Regions from separate parts of the Zea mays genome. Here region 2 is linked to region 1. Evidence: chromatin contacts called from public Hi-C data. All regions are on one chromosome and are shown on one strand. The core of a region is the stretch at or near the end of the contact, and the rest is flanking DNA. Distances in the headings are between cores, read along the strand shown. Region 1 holds the start of LOC100382802 (Mediator of RNA polymerase II transcription subunit 34). Region 2 holds the start of LOC542316 (enolase 2).

Evidence for each region. Hi-C and Micro-C count contacts between places; a contact is called where the count stands out from the background.
Region 2: a contact with region 1 is called in a Hi-C map of leaf, with 7 times the contacts expected there. The contact joins the promoter of LOC542316 here to the promoter of LOC100382802 in region 1. A contact is called at or near these places in 3 of 25 Hi-C or Micro-C datasets (ear, leaf and an unstated tissue).

The regions. Positions count from the first base shown.
Region 1 is chr1:126,586,594-126,593,681 of Zm-B73-REFERENCE-NAM-5.0, reverse strand. LOC100382802 (Mediator of RNA polymerase II transcription subunit 34) reads left to right here and starts at 3,943. Exons shown (of 21, transcript NM_001175504.1): 1 at 3,943-4,094; 2 at 4,330-4,405; 3 at 4,514-4,734; 4 at 5,318-5,464; 5 at 5,541-5,756. The coding sequence starts at 4,339.
Region 2 is chr1:127,130,599-127,137,686 of Zm-B73-REFERENCE-NAM-5.0, reverse strand. It overlaps LOC542316 (enolase 2), which reads left to right and starts at 4,078. Exons shown (of 18, transcript NM_001401213.1): 1 at 4,078-4,129; 2 at 4,261-4,435; 3 at 5,267-5,330; 4 at 5,478-5,542. The coding sequence starts at 4,367.

The DNA.
Region 1 (7,088 bases), core at 2,694-5,193:
AAGAACTCCCCGCTGCACCTACACCCAAAGGCAAGACCCGGTTTTATGCATAACCATTATATATGCTATTTTATTGTAATTATTGTTTGTAGGCTTGTACTGTGCACTTAAGTATAGGAATTGCTTGAAACCATAGTTGCATAAACACATGATTCTTTTTGAGATGGATACTAGTATGCTAGGTCGAGTAGTTGCTTTGCTAATTTAAGGATCTTGGTAGAAGTCGAGTGATTTTTCTAGCAATCACGCGAGGTCAGGAATTGGTTGTGTTCATCTTGATAACGGGAACTATGATTGTCTATGGACATGGGTCCTGGGTGGATGCCTTATCTATGAGACAGAAACAAGATTAAGGATTAATGTGTGGCTACTTGAGTCAAGCGTTTGAACGTACTAAACACATGTCGGGAAATATGGTAACTGATAAGCCTAGTACCCGATTGAACCTGCCCCACATACTTTCTTCCTCATTGGTCCTAAGATGGAGTCTCCCATGCTATCTATGGTGGATACAAGTGCGGTCATTGCACGGTGGCAGCCTGGGTCAGTGGAGCATTGTATGCCAAGGTCGTGAGCCCTGTCCTATTGTCGGGGAATCGATGGGGACAGTTGATGTGTGGGGGGATGGAGTGCCCCTACATGTTGTGTGTTTAGGTTTACCTTACAAGGTTAAAATTCGATTCGAATCGTTTGCTTCTCGCAGCTAATGAGACTGCTTGATCCATTGTACTACATCGAGTAACAAGTGAAAGAGGTTTCTTGAGATAAAGTGTTGACTGCATTAATTTCTTATTGTCATGTATGCTTAGAAGGAAGCAAACCTAGTTTAAGAATGCTATAGAACTTGAATAAGGTAAAACTTGACTTAGACTCAGCTAGTGCCTTTAACAAACCAAACCCTCAGCCAAATAGCTTCATGGTCTAGAGGTAGAGGAGTAGATTCCTCACACCGGGTAAGTATAGCTGAGTATTAGTATACTCAACCTTACTTGTGGCATAATTTTATAGGTTTGTTGCAGGACATGGTTGATGGGGTGACTTGGCCAGCCACCCTGCCACCAAGTTGGACGGTTGAGTGAATTGCTTCCTCCGCAGGCGAGGATCAGGCGGAGTAGTGGGCCAGGCTTCGCTCTACTCCCCATTTATCGTCGTTAGTTATTATCCGATGTATTTAAAAACAATGTTTCTCCATGTTAAACTCCGATTGATGTAATAACTCAAGCACTTCTTTAATCTGTGGTTTCATGTTTTATTGTATTTCTCTATGTCTCACCTTCGTGTGAGAAATTGGTACTCGATCCTTGTTAGTGGTTTTATCGGAACAACAGGAGATACTGGCAAGGGTTACTAGAACCTCGTCGTCAAGCAAGTGAACGTTGAGCAAGGCATTGTAGTGGTTGAGGAAGTACTGTTATTTGTTTTTGAGAACAACTTTATGTTTCTGCACTTGCGAACTTGACAATTTTCTGTTGTGTGATGTTTGAACTCTGTCATGTTGGTTAATAATAGTAGACTTGTTATTTCATTCGTGAATTACACCATCACACATTCCACAACCAGAAATGTCAAGAACTTCTGTTTGCAGTACACATAGTAGCTTGGGACCAACATAACCTACGACATGACACATTACACATGACACTACGACATTTTATAAAATTTCGTCATTTTATTGGTGATGCAAACATAAACTTCATACTTAAGCAGCTCCGGATCCAAGCCGCGCCCAGTGGTGGTGGATTAGATCAACCTGCAACTGAGTATATTTCACTGGATCATGTAGTTGGTCGTACCTATTATTGATGTACTCATTGCGCTCTGACATGGAACCATGAGTAGTGTCCGCCAAAACTCCGATGTTGTCGAAGCTTGTGTTCAAAGACGAAGGACCTTCATCTTCTACGATCATGTTGTGCAAGATGGTGCAAGTTTTCATTATATCTCCAATGTGTTGTGGAGACCAACCATATGCAGGGCCACGCACTACGACCCATCGCTTCTGTAGTACTCCAAAAGTTCGTTCAATGTCTTTTCTAGCGGACTCTTGAATAGTGGCGAAGTGTTGGGTCCTCACATCATACGAATGACAGATTGTCTTGACAAACACTGGCCAGTCGGGATAAATACCATCTGCTAGGTAATATCCCATGTTGTACGTGTGTCCATTGACGGAAAAAGTCACTGGTGGACTATCACCGGTAAGATGCGAATCAAACAGGTTTGAACGCTGAAGAACATTGATGTCGTTACAGCTACCGGGCATGCCGAAGTATGCATGCCAAATCCATAGGTCATATGAGGCAACAACATCGAGGATCATTGTAGGGTGTTTACCGCGACCGGTAAACATCCCCTTCCATGCAGTTGGGCAGTTACGCCACTCCCAATGCATGCAATCCACACTACCAAGCATACCAGGGAAACCGCGTGACTCTCCAACTTAGAGAAGCCTAGCGATATCAGCAGGAGTAGGTTTCCTGAGATAGTACCCCCCAAAAGCGGTTTGGATGGTGGTGCAAAAGTGTTTCAAAGTCTCATGTGGCGTAGATTCACCAATGCGTACGTATTCGTCAACGGCATCCGCAGGAACACCGTATGCAAGGATACGTACGACAACAACAACTTTCTGAAGGGCAGATAGACCTAGCTCACCGGCACAGTTTGGACGCTGAACGAAGTAGGGATCCACTTGTTGCACAGCAAGAACGAGGCGCTCGAACACATAGCGACGCATGCGAAACCTATATTGCAAAATTTTGTCAGTACAAGTGTGAAGTACGTACTATGGACTTGAATAGATGTGCGTACAAAAAAACATACCTCCTCCGGAATTGTGCATCCGTGTAAACCGGTTGCGCGCAAAAGTAGTCGGCTCGGATTCTTGCATCACCACTGATATGGTCACGATGGATTCGAACACGACCGGGAATGGAACCAGCATACCGACGCTCGTTAAGTGCACGACGCCTACGATGTTGGTACGTCGCAACCTCGAGCTCATGTTCTTCATCTTCCATGTCTTGCGCCATCCTAAGAAAAATATTGGAATCTGCGAACCGGTTCATTGTTGTGGAGGAGTGTATGCGAAGTGTGAGTGAAGTGTTGAAGTAGTGATTATTTATAGAAGGGATAGGCTTAGGAGAGAAGCCATGCTCTTGTCGTGCAGCCGAAGCTAGTCGATAGCTTGTTGAAGAAGTGTCGTGGCTTACGGTGGAAGCATGTCAATTTCTAACATTTTTTTTCATACGATTCAAATACTGTGACATGTTTTTTCGACAACAATGACACACAACATAAAATTGAATGTTATTTATTTTGTACAATTCGAAATTATTAATCAACCATTATTTTTAGATTATTATTTCTAAAATTATTGAATACAATATTTTTAGTATCCTTTGAATAGCATGAAATGGGTACAAAACAAAGAAAACAGAAAAAGAAATGGAAAAAGGAATTCTGTTAACACTGTAGCTTTAGGAGACCGAATTTAGGGGACGTTGCTGGAGACACAGAAGATATAGAGAACATAATCTTTTAGAGTGTGCTGTAAAGGACAAAGAATATTCCTTTAGGGGACGAAATTTAGGGGACGCTACTAGAGACAGCCTTAACGTTGAGCTGCATCGCTGGGCGCTATCCCATCCCTTTGTCTCTTCTACACACGATAGCACGCCACAACCAGGATAAACTGTGTAGGCCCCCTTTCAACGTATTCTGTGCACGCTGGTATTTATTAGTTGTGAAAAAGTAATGTTGGATGATATATAGAGTTGTAAAATGACATTTTATGATTATAATGAGACATAGAAGAAGAATTTAGAGTAACCATGCGAGAAAGAAAATTTTAGGGTTTAGGGTACCAAGTTGGAACTCGCACTCGTGTAGCCCAAAACTAATGGAATTAGCCGACGCAAGGCAAGCTTTCCGCTTCCTATTTCGGATTGGGATCATCAGCGGCTGTAGCGTGGACCCGACGGGGGTGTCCGGACCACATCCCTATTTCATCTTGGTACCCCGTCCGTCTCCGATTTCAGAAGCACGGCGGGCTCCCCGGCAGCCTCTACCGAGCAGAAAGCTGAGTTCTACCCCAGGTGAGAGCTGAGTTCAAATTCCCAATTCTCCTCCTTGCTTTCGCAGTTGACATTTAGGCTGGGTCCTTGCGCCGGGCGGGTATGGGAATAAATTTCGGCGGATGGGGAGGAAATTTGTGCCTCTCCGCTGGCTGGCTTGCTGGCATTGGGAAGGGCCCTATTACTCGGTACGATGGCATCAATAGTTGCTCAGGATGAAGAAAACAATCGAACTGTTTTTCTTGTGTCTATACAGAACCGAGGCATGGAGGACGAAGAAAACATCGAGGGAGAACTGTTGCTCGTGGAGTCACAACTCCACGACATCCAAGGTATCATCACAACCAATTATAATAATAGCATTACATGAATTTTTCCATGACAACTTTCATCTAGTTTCCGAACTAGTCATGTACACATTTGAACTTCATGCTTTACAGGACAAATTAAAACATTACTCGATCGCCAAGAGGAGTTGTATGAACGCCAGGCACAGTTGAAGGCTTTGCTCGAAGCATCTAAATTGACCAGAAATACAACAATTAACACATCTTCAGTTGCTCCGGAAGATTGGTCTGGGAGCTTCCCATGGGATCTGGAGGCTGACGATACCAGGTTCAATATATTTGGCATTTCCTCCTACCGATCAAATCAACGAGAAGTAAGTTTATAGGAGACTGGTCTGACATTTTAAACTCTTTCACTCCTCTTGAGTACTGCAGGTGAAAACTCAAATTGCAAGTTTTTATTTTTTAATCAGTACCATTCGGAGTTGCTATAAATTTCATTAGCGAACAACAAATGGTTGCAGTTATTTTCTTCTTAACGCTGTTTTGATCTTGTTTGGATACAGGGACTAAACTTTAGTCTCTATCATGTTGGATGTTTAAATGCTAGTTAGAAGTATTAAATATATTCTAATTATAAAACTAATTACATAGGTTAGGACTAAACGAAATCTATTAAACCTAATTAGTACATGATTCGCTCATATGACACTATAGTAAACATTTGCTAGTCATGGATTAATTAGGTTTAATAAATTTTTCTCGTCGTTTAGTCTTCATCTCTGTAATTTGTTTTATAATTAGGATATATTTAATATCCGTAATTGACATTCAAACGTTCGATGTGACACATACTAAACTTTAGTCAGGGGAACCAAACACCCCCTTCGTATTGTACAGTTTCCTCTTGTACAGTTTCCTCTCATTTTGCACCCATTAAACATATTCTGCTTATAGATAATTAATGCAGTCATGAGTGGAAGAGATGTTCTGGTCATAATGGCAGCTGGTGGAGGGAAGAGTCTATGTTACCAGCTCCCAGCTGTACTTCGTGATGGAATTGCACTGGTTGTCAGTCCTTTACTTTCCCTTATTCAGGACCAGGTGGTTAAAGTGTAAATATTTTTTGGTTTCCCTATACATCCTTGTTCTGATCCTTGAAAAATTTATATCAATCCAGGTCATGGGACTGTCAGCTTTAGGTATACCAGCATACATGCTAACTTCAACTACCAACAAGGAAGTTGAGAAGTTCATCTATAAGACACTTGATAAAGGAGAAGGAGAACTAAAGATATTATATGTGACACCTGAAAAGATCTCAAAAAGTAAAAGGTTCATGTCTAAGCTCGAGAAATGCCATCATGCCGGTCGTCTTTCTCTGATTGCAATAGATGTTAGTAATTACAAGCTTATCTTTTTTTTTTGTCAGCAATGCCCACAGTTATTCATGACATTTACATATCCTGGTTTCTCTCAAAAAAGGATCCTTTTTGTTATTCATCTGTGAACATTTATTTACATTATTTTACTATGCGGTATTGAATGGTTGCTTGCACCTGCAGTTTAATTTTTATTCATTAGCACTATTACATAAAGATTTTATCTGAAATATAAATTGTTTGCCGATGCATCTTTCTTATGTTGGAGGATGGATCCTTCATAACATAAGGAGCTTGTGGGGTGTGTGTGTGGGGGTAATAGGAATTAACAATTTCACATATACTAACATCTAAGTGATACGATCTGTTTTCTTCAAGAAAAAACTGAGTAAAAAGAGTGTTGGTCACTTGTTTTCAATTGCTGTATAGAACCAAAAACAAGGCAACACAATGTTAAAAAGTAGAGATCTTCGTCCTTGAATTGTCATATCTTCGGGATAACGATTCAAGGACGAAGACAAAGTATAATCGAATGGAATACACGAAGTATGACGAAGATATGAGAACTCATCTCCTGTGCCTTAATATTTTATTCCTCTTCTCATATAAGTTTACAATCATACCTTCGGCTTCTTGATGCAAGATAGCACGAAGGTGTTTCGGAGGCTGAGCTATATGAAGCTGTAGCACCTGGCTAAAGGTACTTTATGCGGGATACTGTTCATCTATTTATAGTGGAGATGAACCGACCTAATATAGGATTACAATTGTGCCCTTCACTGTTTACAAATGCCATTAGGGCAGTAGCGTATTTTCTTCAGCTTCGGTTGCGCGGGTTCAAGCCTTCGTTGCCTTCTCCTTTGGCTCGCGCCCGAAACCTCTATGCTGTCGCCGAAGCTATCAGCTTTGGCTAACATTCTTCCACTCGCACGTATGTGCGAAGCTTCTCTGCACGCCTTCCCGTTCGAAGGTTTGCTTCGTTCATCAGTAGAGATATTACTGAAACATACTAGCTTGTGCCGAAGTAAAAAGGTTAAACGAGTGATCTTCGGCATAGAAGGCCCCCAACAAAGAGGGAGGGGGGGAGGGGCCCCTCTACACGCTACGCCTGCCTGCTTCTCCTACATCGACCTCTGCCCTGCCTGTTCTTGCTGCGGCCGCCTCCTCCGTGACTTGCCATCGTCGTCTCGACCACCCTGGGTGTGATGTGATATCCAAGCTCTCTAGTAGTACCTCTATTTCTGGTTGTAGGGGATCTTTTGAGCACCTATGTCATGCTTGTCAGTTAGGTCGCCATGTTAGGTTCCCGTTCCCCACCTCCTCCTCTAGGGCAGCAGGCACTTTTG
Region 2 (7,088 bases), core at 2,829-5,328, 540 kb before region 1:
TCGGTATCACTTTTTGAGGGATCACCAACAAAAGGGGGATATCGAGATTTCTTATATTAACACCAAAGAACAATTAGCCGATATCTTTACCAAGCCACTAGATGAGCAAACATTTACCAAACTTAGGCATGAGCTAAATATTCTTGATTCTAGGAATTTTGATTGATATTTTACACACATAGCTTATTTATATACCTTTGATCATATCTCTTTCATGTGTTATGACTAATGTCGTTTTCAAGAGCATTTCATGTTGAAAGGGAATTGGAGTCTTCGGCGAAGACAAAGGCTTCCACTCCACTCCATCGAATTATTCATCCTTCGTCGTCGCTCCGCAACGCTCTCCAATTTGGTATAATCTTCACTCATATTTTATTTACCATAGGGGGAGAAAGTAGTTAAAAGGGCTTATATTTCATCACAAGTATCCGTTTTTGGCAATTCATGCCAAAGGGGGAGAAAGTATAAGCCCAAAGCAAAAGGACCGCACCACCACCAATTTCAAAAATATAGTCTTTCAAATTTGTGTTAAGAAAATATTTCTTCAATTGTGTATCTTATTTTTGATATAATTTCAAATTGGTATACCCTCTTCAAAATTAATATCTAAAACCCTCTTGAACACTAAGAGGAGGATTTCATTAAGGGGGAGTTTTGTTTAGTCAAAGGAAAAGCATTTGAAACAGGGGAAGAAAATTTCAAATCTTGAAAATGCTTCTCAAAATCCTATTCATGTACCTTTGACTATTTGCAAAAAGACTTTGAAAAGAATTTACAAAAGAATTTGCAAAAACAAAACAAGTGGTGCAAGCGTGGTCCAAAATTTTAAATATGAAGAAAGCCATCCATGCATATCAAGTAGAAATAAATATTGGTTTAATTCTAAGTAACATTTGCACTTATATTATGCAAACTAGTTCAATTATGCACTTATACATTTGCTTTGGTTTGTGTTGGCATCAATCACCAAAAAAGGTGAGATTAAAAGGGAAATAAGCTGACACCTTTTCCTAATTGATTTTGGTGGTTGACTTGCCCAACACAAATAATTGGACTAACTAGTTTGCTCTAGACTATAAGTTTACAGGTGCCAAAGGTTCACAATAAACCAATAAAAAGACCAAGAAAGGGTTCAAACAAAGAGAGCAAAAGACAACCGAAGTGTGCCCTGGTCTGGCGCACCGGACTGTCTGGTGCACCAGGGAACCCAACTCCGAACTGCTCACCTTCGGGAATTCTAGGAGCCGCTCCGCTATAATTCACCGGACTGTCCGGTGTAGCACCGGACTATCCGGTGTAGCACCGGACTATCCGGTGTGCCAGCGGAGTAACGGCTACACAGCGCCAACGGTCGTCTGCAACGAGCAGTTAATGCGCTACAGTGCGCGCAGAAGTCAGAGCAGAGCCAGAAGGCGCACCGGACTGTCCGGTGGCCCAGCTGTCAGAAGCTCCAACGGTCAGAACCCAACAGCCGGGTGACGTGGCTGGCGCACCGAACAGTGTCCGGTGGCGCACCGGACTGTCCGGTGCACCATGCGACAGCAGCCTCCACCAACGACTCCTTTGGTGGTTGGGGCTATAAATACCCCCAACCACCCACCATTCATTGCATCCAAGTTTTCAGCCTTCACACCTCATACAAGAGCTATAACATTCAATACAAGACATAAACAAGAGATCAAATCCTCTCCCAAGTCCAAAAATCATTCCAATCAAATAGTGACTAGTGAGAGAGAGATACTTGTGTTCATTTGAGCTCTTGCACTTGGATTGCTTTTCTTCTTCCTTATTTCTTGTGTTCAACTCACTTGTAATCAAAACAAGAGACACCAAGTTGTGGTGATCCTTGTAGTGGACTTAGTGTCCCATTTGATTGAAGAGAAAGGCTCACTCGGTCTAGGTGACCGTTTGAGAGAGGGAAAGGGTTGAAAGAGACCCGGTCTTTGTGACCACCTCAACGGGGAGTAGGTTCGCAAGAACCGATCCTCGGTAAAACAAATCACCGTGTCATTCTCTCTTATTCGCTTGTGATTTGTTTTCGCCCTCTCTTTCGGACTCGTATTTAATTCTAACGCTAACTCGGCTTGTAGTGTGTGATTAAGTTTGTAAATTTCAGTTTTGCCTATTCACCCCCTTTAGGCGACTTTCAGTAGTGTAGTGGTAGCTACGAGCACATTTGCTTAAGTGGCCTCGGGTTTGAATCCCCTAAGGGCCATTTATGTTTTTTAATTTAGTTTTAGCTAGGTGTGCGATGTATATGGGAATGGGCTTTGCGGGGATGGGAGAATGAAAAAGGCAACAAGGAATGAGAATGATAGAACAGAGAGTAGTGGCAGAACATGAGAATGGACTGTGCGGGGAGGGGAATGAGAATGGTAGAACGGGGAAGGAGGGAATGGGAATGACAGAACACGGAATGGCAGCAATATATATAATAGGTGAGTGCCCGTGCGTTGCAACGGGAACATATAATATCATGATAACTTATATACAAAATGTGTCATACATAAATTTTGTTATTTTAATTCAGTTGTTTCACTACTACATTGCAACCATCAGTATCATGCAGACTTCGATATATGCCACGATTTGCATGGTCTTATCATTGAAGAGCACGTGCCACACCTGCCGGTAGAAGTTTCCTCGTTAGTCATCAAACATGCACCACCATACACGCTTGCTTAAATAAAAAGGCAAGTGTGTGTGTTGCGAAGAGAATTAAAGACATGCCGGCACAAAAGCTACCCCGACGATAAAGAGTGGTCATTGTTGTCGGTCCTCCTCTGCGTCACCTTCAGCGCCGAGATGACACCACAATCCTTGATATAGTAGTCGTCGAACGCGCGCGACATGGCGAGTACCGATGACTCTTGGCTGGGCTGCCAAACGAAGTGCACCCTGTGCTCATTAGTGAGGTAGTACACCTAGCCGTTGCACCACCGGATGTGCTACTCCTCTACATACATCTTGTTTGAGGACACTCACACAATGTCAGCAACGACCCTCGTCCCAGCGCACAAGAATTCATGGCCGGTGAGTAGCGACTTACGTGGCAGGTCGGGCTTCAGGTGGATGATGAGCTGGACGGCGTGATGGCGCCGTCGTCGGATGCGGTGCCCAGAACAACACGAGAGTCGCCGGCGTTGGCGACGACCATGAGGTCCCCCTGTTTGACGATGGAAAGCACGGTGCAACCGCTCTGGACCGTGTTCAAGCGGCGGCTGCGCTGGAGGTTGCCGTACATAGCGACGCATACGGCCACGTAGGACTGCTTCGAGAGGTCGAACTGACAGTCGCCAAGCTTCTTCTCATCGTCGATGAGCGACGCCAACGCGAGCGCCTCCTGCTAGTGGTGTTTGTTCGGGGTTTCCAAGTAAGAAACATGGATTCATTTTTGACGTTGGTTTATAAAAATGACTCAAAGTCAGATCCATGAAAAAATATTACGGAGAAAAATGTCACACATGCAAAAAAAAGAATTTAAGTTGAAAACATTATTCAAACAAAAGGAATTGCATGCAAAGCTCTTCTTAAAATACTACTCCCTCCATCCAAAAATATAAGTCAAGAATCTCGGTGATACTTATCTATTGCTACACATGTGCAATGGTAGCAGGTGGGCTTCGTGAGAGATGTAGTAGATGTTTTTATTATAATAGATGTAGATATAAACACACATGTAGTGTAGTGGTAGCCAAGTGGTCTCGAGTTCGAATCCCCTTAGGGCCATTTATGTTTTTTAATTTAATTTTAGCTAGGCGTGGAATGTATATGGAAATGAGAATGAGTTTTGCGGGGACGGGAGAATGAGAAATGCAACAAGGAATGAGAATGACAGAACAAAAAATAGTGGCAGAATATAAGAATGGACTGTACGGAGAGGAGAATGAGAATGGTAGAACGCGAAAGGAGGGAATAAGAATGACAGAACACGAAATGATAGACTATCCTTAGTGTCTTAATAAGTAGTACATATGTTGGACTAAAGGCCCCAAGAGTAACAGAGCGTTAGGTATGTATCTTCTTACATAGCATTTCTTTATTTAATTGACCTAGTGAGTACTAGTGAGTATTGCACTAACTCTAATCGGTTAATTCAGGATTATCCGAATCCGAATCCAATTTTCCGGTACCCAAATTTTTAGATACTTATTTTGGATACAATTCATCATATATCTACTTTCAAAACTCAAATTTTGCAAAATTGAGTTACCTGACCTAATTTTTTTTTAACCCGAATGTCCACACCTCGTTCGGTAGGTCCCACTTTAGGGCGCCAGTCTATAAAAAACGGCGGTCTGCCCTAAAGCCCTCTCTCCCAAAGCCATCTTCCTTCCGCGGACTAGTTTTTTCTGAAGATTCGGCGATGGCGGCGACGATCCAATCCGTGAAGGCGCGCCAGATCTTTGACAGCCGCGGCAACCCTACAGTCGAGGTGCGGACCTGCTGGCTTATCCACCCCGTATCTACTTCTATCTGGTCGGATCGGATTGGTCCATCTCGCCACGGTGTTGTCATATTGCGCGGCTGGCTGATCTCGCTACAGGATTTGGGTTTCTGGAATATTTTTTAAATTAAAAGTGGACAAATTTTAGACCGTTTAAATGTTGAGGGTTTGAGGGTTTTACGTGGTGGGTAGGATGTAGATCCGTGGAACTGGGCGATGTGTATTGTAGTCTCTTCGGTTTCGTATCGAAGTACTCTCTCTCTGCTAAAATATTAGTCATTTTCAAACATTCTTTCCAATTAACTTCGACCAAATTTATAAAAAAATAAAAAATAATATTTATAGTATATAATTGGTATCATTAGATAGGTCTTAATCTATTTTCATAAATAAACTTATTTGGAGATACAAATATTGCTAATATTTTCTACAGATCTAGTGAAATTTAAGAAATTTTTACTGGCACGAATACCGTAATGACCACTATTTTGGGACGGGGCAGAGGGAGCAGTAAGGATGAATGATGTTACTGAACTTGGTTGGTCTCTGGTACGGTATTCTGTCCCCACTTGTCACCTGTTTGCGAGATACAGCAGATTATGTTATCTTTACTGTCAGTTCGAAATGATTCTTTCTTTCTGGGTAGTTATGGTCCATGCTTTTGACTAAAAAACTGCATTAAAATTTGCCAATTTATTGTATAATTGATTCAGTTTTCTTCCATTGTTGTGCCAAAATGAAACGTGTTGGACAATTTTGGTTAAATCTGTAAGCTGGATAGCTAATATTATTAGTTTTATCATTGTATTTATGCCCCAGGTCGACGTGTTTTGCTCAGATGGAACCTTTGCAAGGGCAGCTGTTCCCAGTGGAGCATCAACTGGTGGGTTATTTTGGAATAATATTAGTAGTGTTCAGGTTACTCATTTGCTTTTGCTTTACATCTTTCCATGTTTTGAGCATATCCTCTAATCCTTAAGGTCTATCTTATGTCTTGCAGTAGCTGATAGTGATGTTGTCCTGTTTACAGGTGTATATGAAGCTCTGGAGTTGAGGGATGGTGGCTCTGACTATTTGGGGAAGGGTGTCTCCAAGGTTTATCTTATAGCTGACTGCTTGTTATTAATTAATAACTTAATTTGATCTTCTGTTGTAAAGATTATGTTAACTGTAGAAATAATCTGCTCACCTCTTGCAAGTCTCTGCACGCACATATGTTTCTAGTTATGTATGCTAAGTTATTAACATTGGTTACTATTGAAATCTAGGTATTTAGCTGCTTGTAGTGATTTGATCAATGACCCATGCAGTGGTCTATCCTAAGTTTACAGCTAGGTGTGCACTGTCATATTTTGTTTTGTAAGCTAAAACTTGTATCTAGAGCGCCTACTTATTTTCTCAGTTTCTTTGTGGTTTGATTTGCCATATTGATCCTATGTTCTCTATTACAAATAGAGTACTTGTGGCGTTCTGTTTTACTTCTCGGTTCCAAACTATAAGACATTTTGATTTTTCTAGATACATTGTTTTTACCATTCATCTAGTCTAAACAGTGTACATCTAAGTGCATAGCAGAAATATGTACCCAGAAAACCAACATGTCATAGTTTGGAATGGAGGGAGTAGCTTTGTTATGAGCAGAAAAAAATCAAATAGATTGACATCACAAGATTGGTGCTACTAGATTCATCACGCTAGACTGATGTTTACCTATAACATGATTAATATTGACTGATCATTGGACAAATTGTCCTAGTTGCAGGTCCATATCGTCTGAATGATAGACATAAGTGTCTTAACATAATCATGTACACCTTGTGTATTTGGCTGAAAATGGTCGGTAACCATGTCTTGTATGGAAATGATCCTCAGTCCATTGGGAACTCACCATATTTACAGTTGAAACTATTTAGAGACTATCAAAATGGTGCTTATAGAAATTAGATAATCAAAACTTTGGAAATGGTCATAAATGATGTTACCTTTTTTTTTCAGAAATGATTCCTGGTAAATGGGATCTTCAATTTCCGTGTTCATCCCTAGTTGTCGAGGTGGTCTTAACATGCGTTTAAGTGAACACTTCAGATGATATATTTTAATAGATATTGCTAGACAAAGGGCATGTTTGGTTTGTGGCTAAATGTGCCACACTTTGCCTAAGGTTAGTCGTCCGAATTGAATAACTAACCTTAGGCAGAAAAGTTAGGCAAAGTGTGGCAATTGAGGTAACGAACCAAACATGCCTAAAGTGCCATAATGAAACGTGTGCTGATATCATAGCACACATGCCTTTTAAACCACATCAATGCATGCCTTTTACAATCCGTTCGGAAGCTATTATTAGCAGCCGAACGGAGGCTGCAGCTTTTCTGATTCTATGACACAAATTACTGTGAAAAACGCTGCAGCAACGGCCGGCAAAATACCAGCCAAACGGATTCTTAGGCATTATCTTTCCCAAAATTATTCATAATTGGTAGCTGAAATCAATGGCCTGCATACCTGCCTTTTTAAAATAATGTTTTACAAGGAATTAAGCAAGTATGTCAATGGGTATTTAAGGTCATTCATGATTTGATAAACTTCAGTTTTTGTAATAAATCAATCGAACCTTTGCCAAGGCTCTGTTTGGTTTGTGTCC